2 separate regions of the Athene noctua genome follow, and region 1 is linked to region 2. The links are chromatin contacts, called in public Hi-C maps. All regions are on one chromosome and are shown on one strand. The core of a region is the stretch at or near the end of the contact, and the rest is flanking DNA. Distances in the headings are between cores, read along the strand shown.

What was found. A called contact is a pair of places that touch in the nucleus more often than the background predicts.
Region 1: a Hi-C map of heart shows a contact between it and region 2, with 3 times the contacts expected there. The contact joins the promoter of PIGA here to the promoter of ZRSR2 in region 2. A contact is called at or near these places in 2 of 2 Hi-C or Micro-C datasets (heart and liver).

Annotation. Positions count from the first base shown.
Region 1 is chr1:180,959,675-180,966,040 of bAthNoc1.hap1.1, reverse strand. It overlaps PIGA (phosphatidylinositol glycan anchor biosynthesis class A), which reads right to left and starts at 3,868. Exons shown (of 6, transcript XM_074906810.1): 1 at 3,819-3,868; 2 at 2,862-3,526; 3 at 2,184-2,316; 4 at 927-1,059. The coding sequence starts at 3,513.
Region 2 is chr1:180,761,751-180,768,042 of bAthNoc1.hap1.1, reverse strand. It overlaps ZRSR2 (zinc finger CCCH-type, RNA binding motif and serine/arginine rich 2), which reads left to right and starts at 2,039. Exons shown (of 11, transcript XM_074906763.1): 1 at 2,039-2,122; 2 at 3,970-4,049; 3 at 4,190-4,289; 4 at 4,554-4,662; 5 at 4,987-5,073. The coding sequence starts at 2,076.

The DNA of each region.
Region 1 (6,366 bases), core at 2,619-5,118, 200 kb before region 2:
TTATACCTTCTACGAGAATTTCTTTAGAATTTTGGTAATTTTAATCTGAATTATTATTTTTAAAAGGAAAATCAGAAACTACTAAAACTCACACTGCACAATCATCTCTAAAGTGCAAAACTTCCGCACCTCTAGAGAAGAAAACAGATGACAGGGGAACTACCACAACTAGGTAGTAACTACTGTCAAAGGATACTGGAGTAAAAAAAAAAAAAAAAGTCCCTCACATTTTCTAAACTTCTTGTATATTAGATACTCTTATCAATCTGTCTTTTAAAAACTTTTATTTATATTTTAATGTAAGAATGTAAGTTCTTTATGGCTGTTGATTTAACTTTTTTTGAGTTGTCAATCTGAGTTGTAAACTAGGCAGAAACAGCTTTTACTGTTTTCTCTCTCTCCAACTCCTGTCTTGAATCCCTACATAGTAAGGCAAATACATCCTCAGTTACTATAAGAAAACAATTGCCAGTTCCTGGTGCAGGAATAATACAGTTCTGGTACAAAGGTTTAGTCTGGCAATTCAATAGGCCTGACTGAGCAGTCACCCATGCTCATGAGCCATTTTTCTGCAGTGTCAAAGTAAACTTCATGAACATCAACGACTCCAATACACTGTAAAGAAGTACATAAAAAAGAGCATTGTGGAGAGGCAGTTTGGTTAGTTTGGAGAACTGAGAGTTAGTTCATCTATATGATATTCCCAGTTCTGCACAAGTTTCTTCTGGGAGCTTAAACAGTTTCAGTTAACCCTTCTGTCTCAGCATCCAGGTAATCTGTAAATGGGGATAATATTTGCTCACCTTTGTAAAGACAGAGCCTCAGATGAAATAAAATGTTACAAGCACATACCACTTAATCATGAATTTTGTTTAAAATGGATATTATGCGTTGTAGATAGTTGAGATCTTTTTAACTTTTTTTACCTGTAAACCACAGCTTGCTGCTTCCACGATTGCCATACAAAAGGCCTCGGTAAGAGAAGTGTTGAGAAAAATGTGCCCCTGAACTAGAACATTCCTAACATCCTGGTGTTCCAAGGCTCCTAGAAGACGTACCCTGCATATAAGACAGTGGGGAGTAAGAAAGGTAAACACTAGATTTGGACAGTAATAATGCTGTATAGTGTTACACATATTCTGAAAAATGTACTAATGAGTCACAGTTATATAGCGAGACAAGGAACACTGACACCTTTGCTCCATCTTCTCTAAATTTTTGCAGCAACGAAGAAAAGAAATAGAAGACGCTGCTGCTTATTTTTACACTAAAAGAAACTTCTGAAAACAAAGTTGGGGAAGGAAGATGCTTTGTTTTAATGACAACTACCTTCGAAACACTGCTACTAAGCTTTCTAGTTCCATAAGAGAACATGGCTTCATGCAGTTAAGATCTGTCATCCTTTCGTTGTTTAGATGTATTATCTGAATTTTCAATGTGAGGTCTGATCAATCTCAGTCTGGGGTGGAGGGCAAAGTATCAGGATACAATGATCAAGATCCATTACTTTGAAGAGATACTGGGAAACAGGAAAGGGCTAAGTAAGAATGATACTAACAAACAATTTTATCACAGGAATCACTGACTGAAGTCCAGAACGGGCAACTGAAAACAGAGAAAAGGAAACAGAAAATTAAGAACCCTGTCCTTGCCATGTAAAACTCTATTTGAACAAGAAAACCCCAAAGAAAGACACAAAAGCATATGCATCACAGAAACCGGTAACACAGCAGCACCAGGAACATGTCTGTAGTACCACAAAACCACATACTGGATAAGCACTACCCTGAAGAGTTTCATACTGAAATAATAAAATAAATTACTAGCAGTCATTCTCACAAGCATCAGGGACACAAATTAGCTAACAACTTATGCCATATGGTAATATGTGATCCACACACCACAGTTTCAGAGAGGAATATGATAAATTTATGTCTAAGTCAGCTTCTCTGACTTGAGTGAAGATTCATACAGGGTCTATTTCTATGAATTAACTTGCAAGATCACAGTCCAACTCTAAGTCTTCAGTTACGTGTCTGGTCTATCTGCCTTGGCTTCAATATTTCTCACCTTCCCAAGCTTTCGGTGTTTTTTGGGAGGAGGGGGCAGGCAGAAAGAGTGTTGCTGTTGTCTTTCTCACCCCTAAAGTACATTTAAGGGTCATAGACATGCATAGAACAAACCTGTCATGCAGCTGGTATCTTTCCCGGACTTCTTCCAGTACGATCCGTTTTGGTCCTTCTCCTCCAACTAAGAAATGTAATTCTGGATATTTCAGACAGAGCTCAGGAATGATACCACTAAGCAAATCTATACCTAAGAATAGAAAATGTAGGGCAAACCATTACTGTATTTGCTTTTAGAACTTACGATGTAGCTTACTGCAAGAACTCTATTCAAGAGAAGAAAAAAAGTCTCGAAGACAGTTACACTGCTGAACACAAAATTCTGAAAAAAAAGACAACTTGTGATCTATTAGGAGACAAATATGAAAAAAATCACTTAAATTGCTGTTGCTTGATTAAATAAAAAACAATTAAAACATTTCTAGCAAAATATATAGATTAGGGCCTAAATCATATCCCTGATATAAGACAGACCTTCCGTTTTACAAATTTCAATTTCCACTATCTTCAATATTAGAAAAGAAATACACCTCCGAACCCAACATGTGCCAACTGAAATGGATAGTTCTTCTTGAATGCACAGATGAAAAAGCTCAGCACTGTCACTTTACAATTCCCGTTTAAAATCCAGTCCATACCACAAAGACAGTGTAAGCAGTACCTAACCAAGATCTTTATTACCATACCCTAGAATAAAAATTAACCAAAATAAACTTACATTTTATCCCCCATTACCTTTTCTGTAAACAAGTCTGCTGACAACAACAATTGTTATCGTACTGTCATCCCTTCTTGACGGGTCTGGAGTGAAGTCCGTGGGATCAACAGCGTTGGGGATGACAGAGACTATCTGAGGGTCCAAGGCTGCTCGCAGCACCGTGTTTTCCTTACTCGTGTAGGAGACGCAGACGATGTGGTTCGTATCGCACAGGGACACCGTCAGAAGTTTGTTGGTGAGCACCGAGCTGACATCCGCAAACCCAAAGAGGGAATGGTCCGTGAACACCGTCCGCAGCCCCATGGTCTTGGCGTGGAAGAGGGCGTCGTGGGCCATGGCGGAGAAGGAGCTGTGGGCGTGGACGATGGTGACCCTCTCCCGCACAAATATGTACCTGAGCAGCGGCAGGCTGTGGAAGAGCGTCGTCGCCGTGGACTGGTTGTACATCACCTTCAGGGGCAAGTAGTAGACTTTCAGCCCGTTGGTGAGGTAGCGGACGCCCTTCCGGCAGCCGTAGGCGTGGGTGACCACCAGGACCTTGTGGCCCCGCTCGATGAGGCACTGCGACAGCTGGTACACGTGGCTCTCCACGCCCCCCATGTTGGGGTAGAAGAAGTCCGACACCATGCAGACGCTGTGCGCCCCCCCCGCCGGGCCCCCGGCCGCCATCCCGGGCCCGCTCCTGCCGGGGGAACCACAAGGCGCCGTCACTCGCCGGCGCCCGCCCGCCAAGACCCCCGGCCCCCTCACTGCCGCCGCCGGGCCCGGCCATCCCTCCCGCGCAGCCCGCTCCGCGGCCCCCGCCAGCGCCACCGACACGCACCGAGGGGCGGCCGCCGCCGCGGGCCCTTTAAGAGGGCGAGATCACCCCGGCAACCGGCGGCCGCCTCGGGGGAAGGGGGGGGGGGGGGGAGCGGGAGGGGGGGGGGGCCGGGGGGGCGCATGCGTCCGGGCGCGCGCGCGCGCGCACGTACCTGCCGGCCGCCGGCGCTCCCCGGGCGCTTCCCGGCGGCCGCCCATTTCCGGGCACGGCAGCCCCGTCACCACGGCAACCGCCCGGCTGTTCCCTCTCCCTTCCCCCGCAGTCGAGCGCTCCCGCCTCCAGCCCGCCTCCGCCAATGGTCGGCCGGCGCTGCGTCACGCGGGAAAAGAAGGAACCAATCGGAACGGCGGGGAGAAGGGCCGTGAGGGAGGCGCGGCGGGCTGAGGGGCGCGGCGGGCCTGCCGCCGGGACTCCAGCCGCGCCCCGGGCAGCGCGGTGTCGGCTGCCATGTAACAACGTTGCTCCTGCTGTAGCGGAAAGTCTACCTCGACCGGTTGCTGTTAGAAAAAAAAACTTATATACAAAAAAATGTAGTCCAAAGTAATGAAAAAAAAGTGAGCTGCACGCTGTAAAGTGGTAGAATTGCCTTAAAACTCCAAAGGCTTTGCCCTGCCCCCGGTAGAGACGCTGTTCAGTATTTGGCTCCATCACAGCTGTGACTCCCGAAATGTGCTCAAGTGTTTTGCTACAAGTACCGGAAGCTTGCTCTCTCTAAATGAAAACAAAACCCAAACCAACCAAACAACACATTATTTTTACAGATAGTCCAGGAATTCGAACTTAAAGAAATGCGACTGGGTTGTGTGAGTTGTGCGCTGGTACCCCCGGGCTGGCATCCCTTGGCTGTGTATTTCCGATCTTTGAAAGGAGCTCTGCAGTCAGCTGTCAGCAGCTTCAGCCTCGGCCTGACTGCTGCTGGCTGCTAAGAAGGATGTTACCTCCCCAGACTGAGGTTGTTCATGTCTTTCCTATATGTTCCCAAAATTATGTTTGGCAGCTGCTATTCCATGCCAAGATTTCTGACACAAATTTTGTCAGATTTGATGCTGTCATCACTCCTATGCAAATACCTGTGTCATGACTGACAGTACAAGCTAACCTAGGCTGCAGTGCTGGCTGGATTCCTGGTTTGGTTGAAGCTTGGACAGGCATGTTTTGGAGGCACCGATCCCAAGAAGGACGAAGGAGGAAATCAAGCACTTCATTCTGAGGACTGAAAGATGTGAAAGACGTTAGAATGATGAATAAGAAAAACATTTCTCGTTGTTTGAATTTTTCTCATGTTTAGAAAGGCGAGACCAATATTGGCAAATACCACTTCACCATCAGGTGCTCCTCCTGGGTGGCAAGAACCTGAATTTCAGGATGAGAAGCTGAGTATGAGGCCAGAGCAGGGAGGCTTCTCACATGCAGTGGCAGGTATCCTGCTGTGAAAGAAGAAGAGACTGGGAACCGGGGGGCCATAGGGATCCTACTTCTCAGAAGAAACTGTAACCTGAGTATAAAGCAGTTGCCTTAAATGACATCTAGAAAAAAAAAAAAAAATAGTGCCAGGAGAAAGAAGAAAGCACTTGGAGGTTCTCAGCTGCAGCACCACATGATGTGATCGCTGGTAAATGACGGTGGTGACCTCCCTTGGTGTCAGACTGCCCTGAAGAATCAAGCTGTACCAGTCACTCCAATTTTAGCTCTCAGATAAACAGTGCATATGGTTTTAACTATTTGGACTTTTTTTTAGACTAGTTCTTATTATATGATGTCTAGAGAAGTTGTAGTTCTTGGTATGCAAGCTTGAAAAATCCAAAGATAAATAGTAACTGGTATACAACATAGCAGCCTGTCTCTTCAGTGAAAGAAGTGGAATTTGGCACGTTCCATAAGATGAAGCTGACCAACCACTGTGTAAATCTAGAATACTGGCACTAACCTACAAAACCTTCCACAGGACAGATCCACTTAATCTCAGAAACCTCTTCTTATGCCACAGCAGTTGTGATTTTTTGTCCTTCTATATTTATCTGAACTTTGGAGAGGACTTTATGCTTTCCTAGTAGTTGGCCACAGGCTCTGAACATCTTTCTGAAGGAGGTCAAGAAAAGTATTACGGCCAAGCCTTCCTACATTTGGCCTGACATGTTGGCTTTGGTGGTCTGCCATCTGTGTTCATTAAACATGTCTAGTTGTGCTAAATGTCATACCTGTCAGTGATCCAACTCAGTCCCCCTATATCTGCAGCCTCCTTCTGTTGTCTTGTTCAAACGACCTTGAAAAATTTGTCTACCGAGGACCAGAAGAAAAACCTTAATGGAAAGGAAAGGTGTCTTTGCCACTGCAAAGCTCACAAAGGTGGTGCTAAATTATCTGTCCACGGCTGGTTCATATGGATGGGGTACCACATGCTTTTCACTGGCTGTGTTGTTGTGTTGTTTATTCATAAAATTGTCACTGATCCTGGGCAGATCCAGAGTCTGTCCTGCCCTGATCTGAGGTGAAGCCGTTGTGAAGGGACCAACAGCTGAAGAGACAACCAAATTCTCTTCCTTTCTAAATGCCTGAGCTCAGTGGATTCACTCCCTCATTTAAAGCACGTACAAGGTCAGGGTGAGACTGTGGGATATGTAAAGTAGAGAGTAGAGACGTTAAACCAGTGACAGCAGAGTAATTACTGCTTCCAAGCCTGGTCCTCAAATGCTCCCTAA
Region 2 (6,292 bases), core at 790-3,289:
CAGCTGATGTATTTTGTTTTCTTACAGAGATGCTCCTTTATTTATTATATTATAAATAATATAATTAATAATTATATTTAATTATTAATTATAATTATTTATAATATAATATAAAGTATATTTACAATATAAATATAATATAAATATATATGGTATATTTATATAATATATGGTATATTTATATAATATACCATATATAATATAATATATGGTATACTTTATATTATTTCATATATAAGCTTAAAGTGGTTCTTTCCCAAAGGGTATTAGGAAAATGCCATAATGAAATGTAGCATACTAATGAAAAAAATGACTGAATTCCTCAAATTTGACTTATAAAGGAAGGTTATTGTTAGAGCACTTACTCTGTTGAAAGGAGGATGAAAAGTTATAGTTTTAATTCCTTAATGAAATAAGATTTATGAAACACATTTGGTTGTATTTTTCAAAACTTTCATGAGTGTCAATTATTCATCTGTTGTAGAATGCACAATACTGCCATCTTCCGTATCTAAAAAGCAGCAAATTATGTGTTATTTTACATGTACGTTCTGCACAAGCAAACAGTAATAGTCATGTCAACTCCTCCGTTTCAAAAGACAGTCTAGCATCTTAAACAGGGTTAAGTAATAGCAGAGAGGTCATGGCCTGAATATTCATTGGTCAAATAGCAAATGTAACTGCTGACTACGGTACTCACATGCTTGCTTTCTTCACTGAGCTTCAGAATAAATAAGAGGATACTCATTATGCTGTTAATGAACAGCACAGTCAGTCTGATTTGACAAAGCCTGCTCTGGTATGCTTCACTGCCAGCAGCTCAGACTACTTATGCAATATACTACCTCTAGGAAGTAACCTCCTACATTGTGGTTTATGACAATAATTTAGATCTTAATCAACAATGTGCATTATTAATGGCTATGCAAAACAGACCCAAATGAAACCTACGAATACGTTGCCTCCGAAGGCTGCAATCTATAATGCATATCACAGAGGAAAGGATTACTGACAACTTGCGCATTTTGACCCATCATACCCATGATGGTCTGTGCACTGTGGCTCATTTCTTCCCATGAAATATGTTTATAACCAAGACAGGTAGAATGCCTCAGAGATGATGCTGAGAATGCATGAGCAGCGTCAGTTAAATTCATCAGTGCACCGGTCTGGTGTGCCCTGCTACACTGGAGCTGTGACTCCCAACTCTTTGCGAGGCCGTAGCCCAGGGCCGCCACCCATCACCCACGTCCACAGCGGCAAAGAGACACGCCAGAAGCTCGCCCCGCGGCTGGCATCGTATACTTCATGTTTCCACACGTATTTCACCGAGTAACCGATGCAGCTCCCAGAGCACAGGCTGTCAGCAGCTACTTACTGCAGCTGGGGAGCACCCACACAGCACCGACACCGCAACGTGCGGAAGAAACCCGGGCTGCTGCTGCTCTGCGCACCAACGTGCGCTGCAAATCACAGATAGCCACAACGCAAGATGCGGTGCACCGAATCTTTTCGAGTCTTTGAAGAGAGTTTAGTAAACTGGAATTTAAAACGCTGCTTTTCCGTGCGCTCACTGAATCTTAAGTGCTTTTGACAGGAGGGATAACACAAACTCCACCTCATCCTCTAAGGCGTGAATAGCCCCGGTCCTGTTTCCCGAATTCTGCAAAGGTAGCGCTGACAGGCTGAAGACACCTCTGCTAGTCCTGACACCCCACCACCCAACGCTGACGCTCTCTTCCCCCGCATTCACCGCCCAGCTGGCCACAAGCCCGACCGCCGGGCGGTTACTACCGCCGGCTGAAGTGCGGATGGAAATCCACGACCGCCCGCCGCTGTGCCCGCCAGCCAGCCAGCCCCTCCCTCGGCGGCGCCCCTGCCGGTCACCGCGCCGCTCCCCGCCTCCGGGTGCCGAGGCCCCGCCGCCCCGCGCGAAGCGGCTCCCGAGCCCGGCAGCCCAAGGGCCGCCCGTGCGCCGGAACGCGCGCGCTCGCCCCGCCCACCCGCTCGGCTGCCGGAAGGGATTTTGCGCCCTTCCGCCGCGGGGTCACGTGACATCCCCCCGGTAACGCAAGATGGCGGCGCCCATGTTGCTGCCCGAGTCCCCTCTGGGCAAGTTGAGGTGAGGCCGAGGCCAGCGCCGGTGTCGAGCCTCCCCACCGCCCCCAGGGGGAAAGGGAAGGGCCCGGGGGTCTCCGAGGAGGGTCACGGCCTAGCCCTGGCTGAGACCGCTCGGCAGCGCGGCGGCTGCGGCTGAGGCCGCCTCGCGGCCGGGCCTGGGAGTGGCGCAGCTACGTGCGGCAGCGGCCATGGCCGAGCGGCCGCCGCCGCCGCGCGGGGGCGGGGGCAGGGGGCAGCCGGCGCCCGTGGGGGGCGGCGGGTGGGAGCGCGGCCTGGCCCTGGGGGGCGGCGAGCGGGGCGGCGGGGGGCGCCCGCGGGGCGGGGCCGGAAGCGGCCGTGGGGGGCGGTGGCAGCGCCTGGGGGCGCCGCTGCGCGGGGGGAGGGGGCGCTGCTGCGCGGGGCCGCCGCTGGGGTCAGCGCCCCGGGCCCGGGGGCAGAGACGGCCGTGGGGGCCGGCGAGGGCCGCGGCGCGGGGAGGCAGCCGGCGTGTGCGTGCCTGGGCAGAGCCCCGGCCGGCCCCCTCCGCAGCCGACGGAATCCCCGGTCCAGGCCTCGGGGTGTTTGTGAGCAGCTACGCCCCGCGCTTGCTGGAGTGGCCTCGCTCGGCAGTGCCGTGTCGCGGGAGGGGGAGGCAAGCCTCAGTCCCGAAGCTGTTTGCCCGCCTCCTCATGTGCTGCTGTGTGTGGCCTGGGAGTGAGGAGAGTTGCTCGCTCTCTTTCCTCTTTGGGCTTCAGGATCACCTAAGAAAGGCAGGGAACGGGGAAGGACGCTTGTCAGCCCCAGGCACCTGCTGAGCGGATAAGATTCGTTCCAGGGAGGTGACATTACAGGAGGAGTCGCTAAGCTTGCTTGATCAAAGGCAGAGTGCTCAGATGTTGCATGCAGTCAGGCACTGGGCTCTGAGGGCTCTGCTGCCCGGATAACCACGGGGTTACTGATGGCATCCACAGGTGCGCAGATGGTGAGGTTGTGAGCAACCCTGAATGGAAGCCTCAGGTTAGAGATGCGGGTGAGGTTTTGGCTGAGTTATACCTATGGAGTCTTTTAAAATTGCATACTATGAAACGGAGAGATTTTGACCTCCCATCAGTATTTGGCATGGAAGAGTGACAAGAGTTGAAGGTCATCCCTCCCTCCTATTTTTCCATTATGAACTGGCTAGAAAGAATACAGCTAGAATGAAAAATGACAGAAAAGGGTTGATATGAAAAAGCTTTCAGATAGACAGTTCCTAACCATAATGGAAGCAATGTGCTGTTTCTAGGCAGCATTGCAGGGCTGTTAGAGAAGCAAGGATGAGCCCGGCCAAGATTCAGTAGCAGAAGAACAGACCTGAGCATTATCGGTGGTGGTGAAGTGTGCTTTTGTTATCTATACATTAAGACTGCTGCCTGTAGAGAATATCAAGGGAGAAGGAAAGTGACGGGACTTAACATTTCATACTCTGTGAAAGAGAGGAAGACTAGAATGTGCTGAAAGGTGTACCAAAATGATAGCGTGGGAGATCACCAAATTTTTCTCCCTAATCTTACCTAGTGACCAAGTTTCAGAAACTTAAGGGATATTTCATAGAGTTGGTGAGAACTTTGAATACTGCAGAGCTCAGGAAGGGTGAGATTCTGTGTTGTGTCTGAATGTGATCATTGTCCACATGCAGCTCCAACAGCATAGCTACAGATCTCATTGTCATGTCAGATGTCCCTGTAGAGTTACTGTTTCCTATGACTACCTTGTTAATTTTGCCGTTTGTGGGGTTTTGTAGTGTTGATATCAATTGAATACATATATATAACTGTAAAAATCCTTTGTTTAGTTGTTTTAACGTAAACAATATTCTTTCATCTTCAGCCATCAAAAATACAGAGCTATTCTGAAGAAAGAAAAGCGGAAAAAAAAGCGCCAGGCACTTGCCAAACTAAGAGACTCAGGTAACTGTGAAGTGTTCTGTATTGTCAGTGAAACTAATAGTGATTTTTTTCTTTTCTTTTTTAAAAGGATGTAATTTTGTGTATCTTTGTTGACTACAACATCCCGTTATTTAGATGCATTGTTTTGTGTTTTTTCTCAGAAGCTACAGAAAAAGATGAATCGGTGTCTGAGGAGGAAGAGGAGGAACTGGAAGAAGAAGAGGAAGAGGAAGAAGAAGAAAAAAAACTTGAGGCAGAAAGGTGAAAAATCTAGAAAATGGCATATATGCAGTAGATACATTTGTAGTAAATTCTATTTTGATACTTTGAAAAGTTTTAATATATTCTGTAAAATAGAATTATTTTGGTGTATTTCAGGCTACACATTTTTTTCTCTAAAGCCTAAAGATTAGATAAGATGTAGTTATTTCTGAACTAATAAATTTGAATTGTATGCATGACATTTGCATGAGTTGTGGGTAGTCATTAAATTCTGTCCTAAGTGGTATGTGGTTTCCTTGGTAGACAAAAACTACATGAGCAGTGGTTGCTGAGAGAAGAAAAGGCCCAAGAAGAATTCAAGCTTAAGAAAGAAAAAGAAGAGGCTGCAAGAAAACGTCAAGAAGAAGAAGAGGTGATGTATAAACTGAGTATTAGAGTTGTGTCTGGCAGTAAGATAGACAGTGTAATATCTTCTACTGTTTTGTAGTGGACCCAGTTTTCTTGTTGTTGGTATGTTTGAAAACATAAGCTCTTCTTTCTTCCATTCTAGAAGAGCAAAATTAAAAAGGAAAAAAAAAAAAAAGACTTGTTAAAAGGGTTTTTGTCCAGGGATTTAGTTACGGGATGAAAACTTAACAGTCAAGGAATTGTAATACAACATGATAGTTTTGCATTTGACTGATTATAAAGTATTTGTTTCCTTAAATAATTTTTAAATTTTTTTTTAATCATAAAGAGGAAGATCAAAGAAGAATGGGAAGAGCAGCAAAGAAAAGAGAGAGAAGTGGCACAGCAGAAGCAACAGGAGAAGAGAGAGAGAGAGGTGATTCCTGGCAGTGGGAGGATAAACATGTTACATATCCTCTTACATTATCGGATGCAACAGTTGAAGAGGGATTTTATTCTAATTAGCTAACGTATAAATGTGTTAGTTACTTCTTCTCTCCATTCTGTCTAAATTTGTGAAACTATTATTCACTGTTAAAGAGGATCTAGTGAGTCCAGATACCTAGAAGGGTAACTAGTTTAAACGCATCTAGTTGTTCATAGTGTGTAGTTTTTTACATCAGTTAAATACAAAGGCACCGCTGGGAATGCAGGTTGTGATATGTGCACTTTTTGCATCATGCATTAAATATAATCCTTATTTAATGTCCCAGTTGAACACAGTCAGTGTTGAAGAAAATGCCCAGTGAGGATATGGAATATGGAATTACATCGCTGCTGTTCCTTAACACAGTTCTTAATCAAAAGATACATTACAGCTCTTCTTTACCTGACTCATCCAACAGGACGTATCTTTTTTTCAGAGCTCCTTCAATGGAGGGAAAAAAAATTGATACTGAAGATACTAGTCATTGATAACATTTCCGTTAATGATACATTCTTCTTGAGTTTTAGAAGTTGAATGACCTGAACGTAAGATGTCCTGTACAGAAATCCAGCGTGAGGACTGGCCTATCGCCAGTAAAGGATGATTGCAGCTTTCTAGGATTTGGTCATTTTAGCTTCACCACAATTGCAAAAGATTCCAGTCATTTCACTGGGAGGTGTCTTGCTACTGTGTCTGGTAGCCACAGCAGGAAAAGAGACATAAGCAAACAGTATCATCCCCTGCATTTAATAGTTGGTTGTGTCACTGATTACATAACACTTGCATGAGGAATGAAAAAGAACAGCAGTGGTTGTATTTCCTGTCTTACTTCCTCTTGTGTTAAGTGTCCATTTGTGTCTTTGCAGAGTAGGGAGAAAAAATAATGATCAAGTTCTTTATCTAAGGTAGTTCCGAGTAGTTGAACCGTGGTAACCGCGGGATTTTGTTCCTTCCCCCTTCTTGTGTCTGGGCTTGCCCAAGCCCTCAGTGGGCTAATTTGGTTCCTTGAACTAGATGGAAGCCACCTTCTTCTTTGTTTCATTGTTGGTTTGTTTGTCTTCGTTGATTTTTTTTTCTGGGTTACTATTTTACTGGTTTAGTGAATTAAATTGGCTCATAGAGGGCATTGACAGGCACCCAGAGGGAAACTGAGTACCCAGCTGGGAGC